Regions from separate parts of the Mus musculus genome. Here region 1 is linked to region 2. A link is a contact called in public Hi-C data. All regions are on one chromosome and are shown on one strand. Each heading gives the region's core, a stretch centred on a gene start, on an enhancer-like site or on the middle of the called end of the contact. The rest is flanking DNA. Distances are from core to core; before and after follow the strand shown.

Region 1 (5,610 bases), core at 2,699-5,198, 250 kb after region 2:
TACACTTTCTTGTGTTTGTAAGCTCTCAATAGATGTATATTATATCTAATTAGGCTAACAAATAAGAAGCCTACATTATATTCAAGATAAGAAATCTCAGAGAAAAAAAACAGATATATTTTTGGAAGTGGTCAGACAAATGCTATCTAGCAGTTAAGATTGTTAAAGCTGAGTGAAACCTGGCAGTGCAGAATCTCTAGACTTGAATGGAATGAAGCTCCCATCCCTGTGTCTAGTTTTTACTCTTAGCTAAGGAATCTGACTCACTGGTAAACCACGCTATCACACAAACATTTAAAAGTAAGAATAAAGCACAAATACTCCTGTGATAGCATCATCCTTGCTTTGTCCTGCTGCCTAGAAGCTACAAAGAAATATATATCATGACCCTGAAAAAACTATGACACATAAACACAGAGCCTGATGTGTTTCTTAGCAGCTGGAGGGCTTTTTCAAGTAGACTTACTCATGAAAGACTGGAACACTTTAGAGATGATCCAGAAGATGATTAAAGAACTGAAAGCAAAGGCAAGCTGGGAGGGGGGAACTACACAACTTAAGAAACGAAGACCCAAAAGTCATATTGTGCACTCTTTAAATAATCAGAGGGACTTGATTTAATGATTGGTCAACAGCTGCTTCCAAATTTGGGGATGCACAGAATATTTGGCTTAAACCATATTAGTAGGGGCATAATTTTGCTTGGAATAATACCACATGAGCAATAAATACAAAATTAATTTCCTTTCTGCAAAAGATGAATCTCTTCCATATTTGTGGAGTTCATTAGGATGCCACTGGGGCAATGTCTAATGCTAAGTCTCAGGGATTCTTCTCACAGTTCTGTCCTTACAGAACCTTGAGAAATGAGGGTCACCTTTAAGGGAAATTTTACTTCCCTTGGTGGTTTTTTATTTACCCTATCTTCAAGTCGTTTTTAGATATTTTGCATCTGTGAAAAATTTTACTATCACAATGGAAAGCTTACCCTGACAGAGAGGGCTTGCCAGTGCTGTAGGTTAGATTTGCCTTTAAATCATCCAGCCCATCAAAATAGTTCTCTGTATATAATATACTATGGATAAAATATCATTATTGATATTTATACTACATTTTCTTATGACCACTTATCTTTGAACATTGGAATATAATCCAGTTTTGTAAAATTCTGAATTACACACAACAAAATATAAATATATTAAGTGGCTTTTTCTAAGATTCAGGGAACGGATTGAGTAAATAGCTTTATAAAATAAGTGTTAAAAAAAACCCACAAATTCTATTCTGTCCCATCTCTTCTAACAAAAATGACAAAGACAATCTGACTTGACACAGAACTGAAGTGAATGCTCCATTTAAAACATCATGTGCTTTTTTTTTCATGGCATTAAGAAATCTTCAGGAAAATTAATGGAACTGGAAAATATTATATTAAGTGAGGTAACTCCGGCTCAGTAAGACAAACACCACATGTTCCCTCTCACATGCAGATCTTATCCTTGGATTTTTATGTACATGCAATCAAGTGAGAAAGAACATGGAAATAGGTCATGAAACTAGGAAGGGGACCGTGGTAGAGTGAAATGACGTCTGAAGAATGAATGTTGTGATGATCCTAGAATGCATATGACATGAACGTGGGAAGAGAATACTGAGGACAGAAGGCTATAAAGACAGGGGCTGGCTGGGCGGGGTCGGGGGGAGTAGCAAAGCAATGAGGAAAAGGATTGGGCAAAGAAGGATAAAACAAAAAAGGTATTAGAAAAATGTCATAAGAACACCCATTACTGTAGTGGATAACTACAGAGAAACAATATTCTCCAAACCAAAAGGACAGGCACAATATCTGCCCAAGCTCAAGCCAGACAAAATTCCAACATGGAGGAGGGGATATCTATGAACAAAATCCCACCTCTAGCTATTGGTAATTGATCGTAATCATTTTTTAAAGGGTGTGGCAGCTGACAAGTCATCCACTCAATGGGGCAAGAGTTTTGGGTGACACACATTGGACTAGATGTGTTTAGTAGGGAAACAAGGGCTAACCGGAAAGAGTTGGGGGATGGTAACTATGACTAAAACATATTGCACAAAATTCCTAAAGAATTTTGGAAAGGAGACACACACATACAGAGAAAGAGACAGAGACAGGGACAGAGACGACAGACAGAAAGAGAGAGACAGAGAGAAAAGAAAGAGATAGAAACACTCACTGTGCCAGGGCCCACGTGTACAGAGAAAAAGTCACACACACACAAACACACAGAGAGAGACAGAGACAGAGGCAGAGAGAAAAAGACGCTCAAAAGAGGAAGAGAATGGTTAAAAATAGATTCAAATTGATAGAAATACAACATAATCCTAAATGATCTGCATTATGTAGTGCACAGTACTAGAATCACAGTGGCCGGCTCCATCGTGCACTGCAAGGAAATACCATAAGATGTCAGAAGTGTGTGAAATCTCTTCCTGGGAGGCAATTCCCTCCTCTGACTGGCAGCAGGGTTCCAGTCTTTTATGTCTTGTGAAATTTTAATTTTCCTGGATCCTTCATTTCAATAGTCTGGTAGCAAAAGAAAGGGGTACCACTTTTTCTTTAAAATGCCTGCTCTCCTGCCAGGCTAGTAAAACTGCCATCTATAAAGAACAGGGATTTTAAAAAATTTTAATATACCAACATAAAAGCAGTCCAGTAGGAAATGTACAATTTTATTATGTCATTCATTCATTCATTTATTCATTCATTTTGGGGTACCTGTGCCAGGGCCCACATGTGAAGACCAGATGGCATCTTATAGGAATCTATTCTCTCCTTCTGTTGTGTCTATCCACAAGGATTGAACTCAGTTTTACAAGGCTTGGAAACAAGTCCCTTTACCTGCTGAGCCATCTCCCAGGTCCAATTATACATATTTCCTTTTCAAAATATTATAGTGATTCCTATTATATTAAAAGCTTTATTTTACACAGAATATTGCAATCGTTCACCATTTCATTTTCTATTTAAATCATTGAGGCAAAATTATTTCACCAGGAATTCATAAATAAAAGTGTATAGTAAGCTAGAGCAGCACAAAAATGATTTCTGTCCTGACTCTGCCATCAGCACGTATTGACTTATAAACCCAATGCAGTGCTAGGTGAATGTACTTCAGGGCTGGGTTTCCTACCATCCCTTCTTTGCTGCCCTGAATTAGCACCAGTCATCTCTAGAGTCAAGCATGTCTTCCTGAAATCTAACTAAACCTGCTATCCTTAGTACCAGCTTACTTGCTAACCTCATTTAAATTAGTTTTTCTGCTTGAGGCAGAACAGGTTTGAGGTCAACAGAACCTCTGCCTGGTCACTCTAAATCAAATTCTGCTGGTAATTAACAATCAGTTAGGGAATTAGCTCACATTTTCTCTAGGAGTCATTTTAATAATTATTATTATTATAACAACAACAACAACAATAAAACAACAGCAATCCATCTGGTGACCTTTACTTAGCTAACCTAGTCCTCACCCCACTAATCATTCTCACTGTTAATTCTCTGTATTTTTCCCCCGGCAAAATCATCAGAAATATTTTGTTTTGACTCGGCTACAGGCACAGATTCTCATGACAGAATTCTGATCAACCTCCTGAGTCTTGGTAAAGGCCAGAGTCTTACAGTTGCAAATACCTTCCTGCTGTGTATTTCACTGTTTTTAAACTGCTCCCTTAGTGACTTAAAGGGCTAGAGGCTGGGAGAGGAACAAGAGGCATTGCTCCCCCAAACGAGTTCAGATAATGAGGACTGGATTTTGTGGAATTCAGTCCCTTAACATAATGTTGGTTTGGGCGCTGGTGTAAAGATTGTATCTAGAATACAGACATCTGCGCCTAATGAGATAGCAGCACACATGTGGACCTTGCATAAACAATGTTTTTCAACCTAGCTATTGCTGGCTGAGTCAATAAAGAGCTGTCAGCAATAAGGAAAATCATCCCTGACACCTACTGGCCAGCAGTGTCCCCCAAATAGGGCAGATGAAACCACTTTAGAGAACAGTTACATTCATGGGTTATCTTACAGATGAGCTAGAAGAAAAACACAATTTGTAGCTGGAATTTCTCTTCCAAAGCAATGCAATGCACACACATGCTCACATGCGCAAGCGCACACGTGCATACACACACACACACACACACACACACACACACACACACACAGACACATACACACACATACACACACATACACACACACACACACACACACACACACACACACACACACACACACATACACAGAGAGCCTGGGAAGGAACATATAGAGAGGGAGAAGGGAGAAGGAAGGAGGAATTGAGGGAAGGAAAGAGAGAGAATGTGTGTGTGTGTGTGTGTGTGTGTGTGTGTGTGTGTGTGTGTTTTGCATAGAGAATTAGCCTGCTTCTTGTGCTTCACTCATATATAGTAGGATACTGCTGCTCAGCCCTAAATGAGACATCTGAATCATACTCCATCCTCCTGAGACTCAGGCTAACTGTGAAAGAGGATACAGAAAGACTGTACGAGTCAGAGGTGGTGGGTGACTATAATTGTATTTTCCAGACACAAGACAGTTCCACATATGAATTCACAGAGGTAAAACATTTACACATGACTTCCACATGCTCAAGTCTGATAAAACAAGAACATGAAGAGAGGAAGGGGATGTGAAATCCCACCCCTATCTTAGGAGCTATTGACAATTAATGGCTACTCAGAGCAGGAGAGTCAGTTTTTGATAGGGGTGTGACCCCTGGTATGTGGACCACACTCTAGTAGATAGCGACTTACCCAAGCGTAGATAGGCAGTACTAATTGGACTTGAAAGTTAAAAAGGAAGAGCTGGTGAAATGGCTCAGCAGTTAAGAGCACTGACTGCTCTTCTGAAGGTCCTGAGTTCAAATTCTAGCAACCACATGATGGCTCACAGTCATCCGTAATGAGATCTGCCACTCTCTTCTAGTGTGTCTGAAAACAGCTATAATGTACTTACATATAATAATAAATAAGTCTTTTTAAAAAAAAAGTTGCTGGGCAGTGGTGGCACATACCTTTAATCCTAGCACTTGGAAGGCAAAGGCAGGCAGATTTCTGAGTTCAAGGCCAGCCTGGTCTACAGAGTGAGTTCCAGGACAGCCAGGGCTACACAGAGAAACCCTGTCTCGAAAAAAAAAAAAAAAAGTTAAAAAAGGAAAAAAAAAAGGAATGGGAGATTGGATAAGGAGAGAGTTTCAGAGAGGAGAATTAATATCATCAAAATTTATTAATTGAAATATCAAAGAAACAATAGAATAATTTATTTTAAAAAAAAAAGATTATAAAGCCAATGGAAAAACTCCACGATTCCAGGTATTCACTATTACTGAAACCAGGTCTAAGTGTACAATAGATCCTGACCTTAGCAGATGTTTTCTTCTTTGTTAACTCTGATTGTTTGGGTAGAGCCCAGGGAAAAGACTTCGAGAGTACAAGGATGGGAGGAAAGAGCACACATAGGTTTGTTGCTGCCTAGAGGACAACCTAGGAGCTCAGTCAGGAGAGACAGAGGAATGTGGCTGGACTGGCCCAGCTCATGCCTTCACCCAGTCCAAGTGC
Region 2 (5,978 bases), core at 239-2,738:
CTTGAACACCAGCCCCATGTTTGCACTTGGAAAGTGCTCAGCAATGATGAAATGCACATAAGTGAAATATGTCTGGTACGACCACACTTTCCTGATGCTTTAGAGATTTGTGAGGTTTTAAAAACCACCCAGTCGGGATCAGATTTTTCTTGTTTGTTGGTGCATATGGAATGTTCAAGCTGGAAGACTCTTAGAGCTCATCGAGTCCAATTCTTTATTTTGCAGAGACAAAAGCTTCATTGCCTGCTGGCCATTATCTGGTAACTTCAGGCACTCTCTGATCTTACATTCCTTGGCCTCCCTCCAGACCCAGGTCTAAGATACGATGTGCTCCTAGAGAAATGCATTCCACTTGGATAAAGCAAAACAAAACAAGAACCCAGCCACCTATTCAACTAGCAGACAGGAGTATAAATATGCAGTTTGGAGGATACATCAGCCATCAGCTATGCTGCGGTTCAGAAAAATGAGGCATATTTAAGCGGCCCTTGGGTTTTCCTCTAAAGGTCATTCAGTATTTGAGTTACTTCAAGGTTTCTGGCAGCCTAGTAATAAGGACTTTTGATTATCTATTTCATGTATTTAGATATTAAAATATAGTTGCACTTCAGGCTGAAGCTTTGTTTTAAAAAGCAAAACCCAGCTATTTTCAAGGTTGTTTTCCTTCATTTGTCCTTAAAACATTGCTATTGAGGGAGTTCAGGGTTCTCTGCAAAAGGCCGCCCTTGGATTGTCAATCAGAAAATTCACCACAAAATCTTAGAACCTCTAAATCTGGGAGGGGGTCTCATTACTAAGGGAAGATGGGGGTGTTTGAAGAGAGGCTCAGCTAGAGAGAGGATTAGGGCTGCCCAGCTCAGTGGTTTAGTTCCCCTCCTCTAACCTAACTCCTTGGAGAAGCTTCTAGGTCCTCAGTTAATCTGTCCTTGAGATTACTCTCATGCAGTAGTGCCTCTTAGGCAAGGACTTATCACTTTTCATGGAGTCAAACATGGGACTTGGTCCCATATATGGGCCTTTCCATCTTGGGATATCATCAAAGGAGACTATTTCTGTCCCACAAATTTCACTTTGAATTGAAGTGGCTAAAAATCAGGTGCATATGACTCCTCTAAAGTCTTACCACCCATGCCTCTAGGGTACACAAGAGCTAAGTCATTAGAGACTTAGTTCACTCTTCCTCTCCTCCCCTCTCCTCCCCTCTCCTCCCCTCTCCTCCCCTCTCCTCCCCTCTCCTCCCTCTCCCTCCCCTCTCCTCCCCTCTTCTCCCCTCTCCTCCCCTCTCCTCCCCTCTCCTCCCCTCTCCTCCCCTCTCCTCCCCTCTCCTCCCCTCTCCTCCCCTCTCCTCCCCTCTCCTCCCCTCTCCTCCCCTCTCCTCCCCTCTCCTCCCCTCTCCTCCCCTCTCCTCCCCTCTCCTCCCCTCTCCTCCCCTCTCCTCCCCTCTCCTCCCAGCTTCTTCCCCTTTGAATGATCAGTTATACTTCCCATTTGCACTGAAAGGATTCACAGGGGATGGAGGAGGGCTGGGTAGGACTTACTGGAAGTACATCTGTACCATCAGCCGTGCTCTCAGTTCTTCCAAAAGGACTGTTTGATCTGACAAGTAAACTCGAGGCAAGGGACTCCTGTAGATCTTAACAGAAAAGAAAAACCAGAGATGGCCACATCCACTCTTGCCTGACAAACAGAGGGTCTGGAAGGACAGTGCCAGGGTGCCTTGTTTGCACAGTTGGCTCTTAGATGCCTGCATTCTGCTTCCAGAATTGTGAAATTTAGATATATCCTTGGGCTGTACATGACGTTTGTTTTCACTCAGCCTCAGTGTCTGTCCCTCACTTCTCATTATCCTGGGCCTCACTGGGCATGAGCACTTCTGCTTAGCATTGCTTTGAATAAGCTTCCTAAGTCACAAAACAGGAACAAACGCCCATTAAGAAACAAGTATTGCCAGTGTTTAGCTAGTTCCCCAAACCCTTTGGAATACGTGCTGACTTATCCTTAGGAAAAACAAGAGTAGAACAAGAAGTTATTTATGAAACATTAAAAATCATGGAAATGGTTAAAGAGCAGCCATTTATTAGTGTGTTCACCTCCCTGTCCACCTCTCCAAAGAGGACCATTTATACTCTGCAGGATTAGCTTGGTGTAAGGAAACCTATCTAATGAAAATCCCATGCTGTAGGCTGAGCTGGAGGGAGCAGTGTGAGGGCTCAGACCCAGGCCTTCAAGGCAGGGGTCAGACACTGTGGTACTTGGTTTGCGGTGGAATATCTGGAAAAAGCATTGGATACATTTTTGTAACCCTGGCTAATGAGTCCCAGTCGGCAAAGCTGAGCTGCACACCACACAGGCAGCGGACCATCAGCTAGCTTCCCATGAATGCAAAGATGTCATGGAAACAGGTCTTGTCTTTTCATGTAACCTGGCAGCTAATTTCCCCCTTAATTAGTCACAATACTATTTACGTAAAGACAAACAAAAAAATTGTTATTTTCTTAAACAAAATTGTTTCAGAACCTGAGACTTTATTTTCCAAGTATGTGATATTTTCTTTCAAAGGGAAGCTTGAAGGTCAGGGAGTTTTTTGGTGGTCTATTAACCATTGTTGTCAGGGTTTGTGAAGGAAAGTGTCCTGAAAAGAGAATGTTCTTCACCTGGCTGGTTTGGCTCTGCTCTAAGAAGCTAAGAAGTCTTCAGTCCTTTGAAGTTTGCAAAGAGTTTGGATGTCCAGTATTCAAGCAGAAGCCCTTTCGTGGATTAGACAGGGATGAAAGGGATTAGAGAGAAATGTCAGGATACTGCTGCTGGGAAGGGCTTCCGAATTGTCCATAGACTCTACCATCCTGTCTCAAATTCAAGTCAGTCTGTGAAATGTGGGCTGTTGTTTTGCCTGTTGGCTCAGCACAGCATAGTGAAGTGTAGGTTCCAGGAGTTCAAGAATGAAAAAAGAAATAGCTTTATTTTAATGAAGATTTTCCTACTTTTGTTCATGCAATATCTCCCCTATTTAACAAAGCTGATGTATTAAGAAACAGCTATTGAGCCATGAACCTCAGTGCCCCAGGTCTCAGTTCCAGGTGGTTGCATAACATACCAAGGTCAGCAATGTGTTGCCATTGTAACTCATCAGACGACTTGTGGAGCATCGACTTGGGGTGTGTGTGTGTGTGTGTGTGTGTGTGTGTGTGTGTGTGTGTCTGTCTGTCTGTCTGTCTGTCTGTCTGTCTGTGCTTCCTGAGAGTTTGGTGACTAGAGTCTCCACTCTTAGGAACCTGTGTTTGAAATCCATAAAGAACCCTTGAACACCTCAGTATGTTCAAGTTTCTGGGTGTGTGTCTTGTTTTCCACAGATTAACAGTTACCAGTTACAGTCAAGATCAGCTCAGGTTGAGCCACGTGAGAGATGAACCGTATCTCTATACCTTAAAAACATTCCATTTACTCCAGGAGAATGAAGGTCAGAGGACAGCTTGAGGGAGAAGGCGCTCTTCCATCCCTGCGGCCAGACACAAGTCATCAGGTTTGGCAGTGTCTTTTCCCTGAGCTACCTTGCTAGCTACCCTTGATTTCTTTTATTTTGTGTTTTAAGCCCTGATTAATCTAAAGCTGGTCTTTTACATCTTTGGTATTTTAACAAAATGTATTTTTATTTTATTTTACATGGATGGCTGTTTTGCCTGCATGTATGTTTTTGTACTACATGTGGTTTTGTACTACATTTTGTACTATTACCTGTGGAGGCCAGAAGAGGGTGTTGAATCCTCTGAATCTGGAGTTACAGACTATTTTAAGCCACCATTTGAGTATTGAAAATTGCCCCTGGATTCTCTCAAGGAGCACCCAAGTGCCTCTAACACCTGAGCCATCTCCCAAGCCCCATACCATATATATATATTTCTTTTTTAAAACTTTCCTTGGGTATCTTTCATCCTTACTCTAATATAAACGTCTGATAACTATAGTTAAATTATTTCTTACTTCCAAGAGGTTTATGTTTCATCCTAAACTCAGTGCTATAGAAATAAAATGGACAGCAGCTATGGTCACCTAAATAAGACTGGTACACAATCAAGTCAATCTAATTCCATCATGGATGCCGGGAAGGGGAGGTTATCACAAGGCTGGAGTCCTAGATGAGGAGGTATTTGCAAATGATGGCTGCAGAGAGAGGGACAGCCATTCTTCTTTGGGGGTGTGGTCACTGATAGGTTGTCTATGCTCAGGCAAGTGGCAGTAGTTATACTCAGTGTGTTATAAAGAAGGGGAAGGAAGAAGAAGAAACAGAGGAGGCAAAAGAGGACGAAATGGAAGGAATATGTGTTTGAGAGGTCTGGTGAGAGGGCAAGGAGGAGCTATATAAATATAAATATAAAATATGTATAATGTGTGGGCATTAATAAATACATACATATGTTTGTATGAAATATATGGATGTTAATAAATATATATAAATATATTTGTATTATATATGTCTATATGTATATTCATATATATATACACACATAGATATAAATGAGAGTGCATCTTTTGTCATGAGAAAGCAGGAGAATTTATAGGAAGACTATATCAGATAGATGCATATCTTTTACATGTTTGAATAAGAAGAGCCTGGGCTCCACATATGTACATGTATAGTCCAATCAAGTATAATACACATGTGGACATGTAATTTTAAGATGTGTTCCAGGACAGCCAAGGCTACACAGTCAAAAAAAAAAATAAAAAGAAAAGGAAAGAAAGAAAGAAAGAGAGAAAGAGAGAGAGAGAGAGTGAGAGAGAGAGAGAAAGAAAGAAAGAAAGAAAGAAAGAAAGGAAGGAAGGAAGGAAAGAAAGAAGGAAAGAAAGAGAAAAAGAAAGAAAAGAAAAGAAAGAAAGAAACAAACAAAGAAAGAAAAGAAACAAAGAAAGAAAGAAAGGAAGAAAAGAAAAGAAAAAAGAAAAAGAAAAAAATGTTTTAGAACATATCTCTTTATAGTATGCCCTAGGGAGTACCCATGTTACTTCATAGGTCATATGCTTCTGCTTCTCAAGGAAGGTGGGGGAGCCATCGGGCTGCTTGGTCCTGTGTACCTGTTGGCTCCTTGATAGTAGTTCCCATGTAGCTTATCCAGGGAAACAGTTACCTGGGTAGTAGTTTTGAACTTCTAAAAAGTTGACTTTTGAAAGAAGACATTTGTAGGGACTTGGTCTGATACTAAGGTCCTGTTCTTCAATTGGTTTTTGATCCATCAATAAAGATGCTAGTGGTCAATGAGCTGGGCAGAATAGACGGGACTTCTGAGTCCCTGCAGGCAAGCTAGCAGTTGAAGGAGACGTGGGGGGAAGAAGGAGGTACTATTTTAGGAAAAAGTGGATTCTTAAAGCTCTTGCAAATTTGTTCAGCAACCAGAAACTCTAAGAACATGAAATTAAAAAAAATAAAAAAGACTTACTTTCTTTTCTTTATGTATTTATTTTTAAGCAGAGGGATGGCACTTTAGGAGACGATGAGGCCCTGAAGTCTCAATTACCTTCTTCTAAGTCCTCCACCTGGTACTATTCCCAGTGTGTCTATGAAGCAGATCATAATCCACTCATGAGGAGAGTCATTTGACTTCTTTTACAGGGACTTTATTGGGTATCTCAATGCTGCAGAACCCTTTGGAAGAATAGTCTATGTGTCACACACACACACACACACACACACACACACACACACACACACACATACACACACACACACACACACACACACACACACATACACACACACACACACACATACACGGATTGATGTCGGATTGATGCAGTACCCCACTGATGAGAGTTCTGCTTTCCTGTGTTACTCTCTGATCCCATCTGACACCATTGCAGTCAGTGCACGAAAGGCTGAAGACAGACTCAAGACATCGCTCTCATGCCGTTCCTCTGGATTACAAGTGGAAGACTTTAGTGCTCAGCTCCTAAGCAGGCATATTAAAATTTAAGGTGGCTTTGTG

Evidence for each region. Hi-C and Micro-C count contacts between places; a contact is called where the count stands out from the background.
Region 1: a contact with region 2 is called in a Hi-C map of the HPC-7 cell line, with 2.9 times the contacts expected there. The contact joins two enhancer-like sites. A contact is called at or near these places in 2 of 484 Hi-C or Micro-C datasets (the HPC-7 cell line and cerebellar granule neurons).

The regions. Positions count from the first base shown.
Region 1 is chr16:58,151,798-58,157,407 of GRCm38.p6, forward strand. No RefSeq gene overlaps it. Among named protein-coding and RNA genes, the nearest start is that of Gm41463, 5.9 kb to the left of the region's middle. Within about 2 kb of position 3,949, at least 2 of the 459 cell types and tissues checked have an H3K27ac peak or open chromatin away from gene starts, as enhancers often do. A contact at or near this core is called in the HPC-7 cell line, where this site is marked.
Region 2 is chr16:57,900,838-57,906,815 of GRCm38.p6, forward strand. No RefSeq gene overlaps it. Among named protein-coding and RNA genes, the nearest start is that of Gm24039, 20 kb to the left of the region's middle. Within about 2 kb of position 1,489, at least 25 of the 459 cell types and tissues checked have an H3K27ac peak or open chromatin away from gene starts, as enhancers often do. A contact at or near this core is called in the HPC-7 cell line, where this site is marked.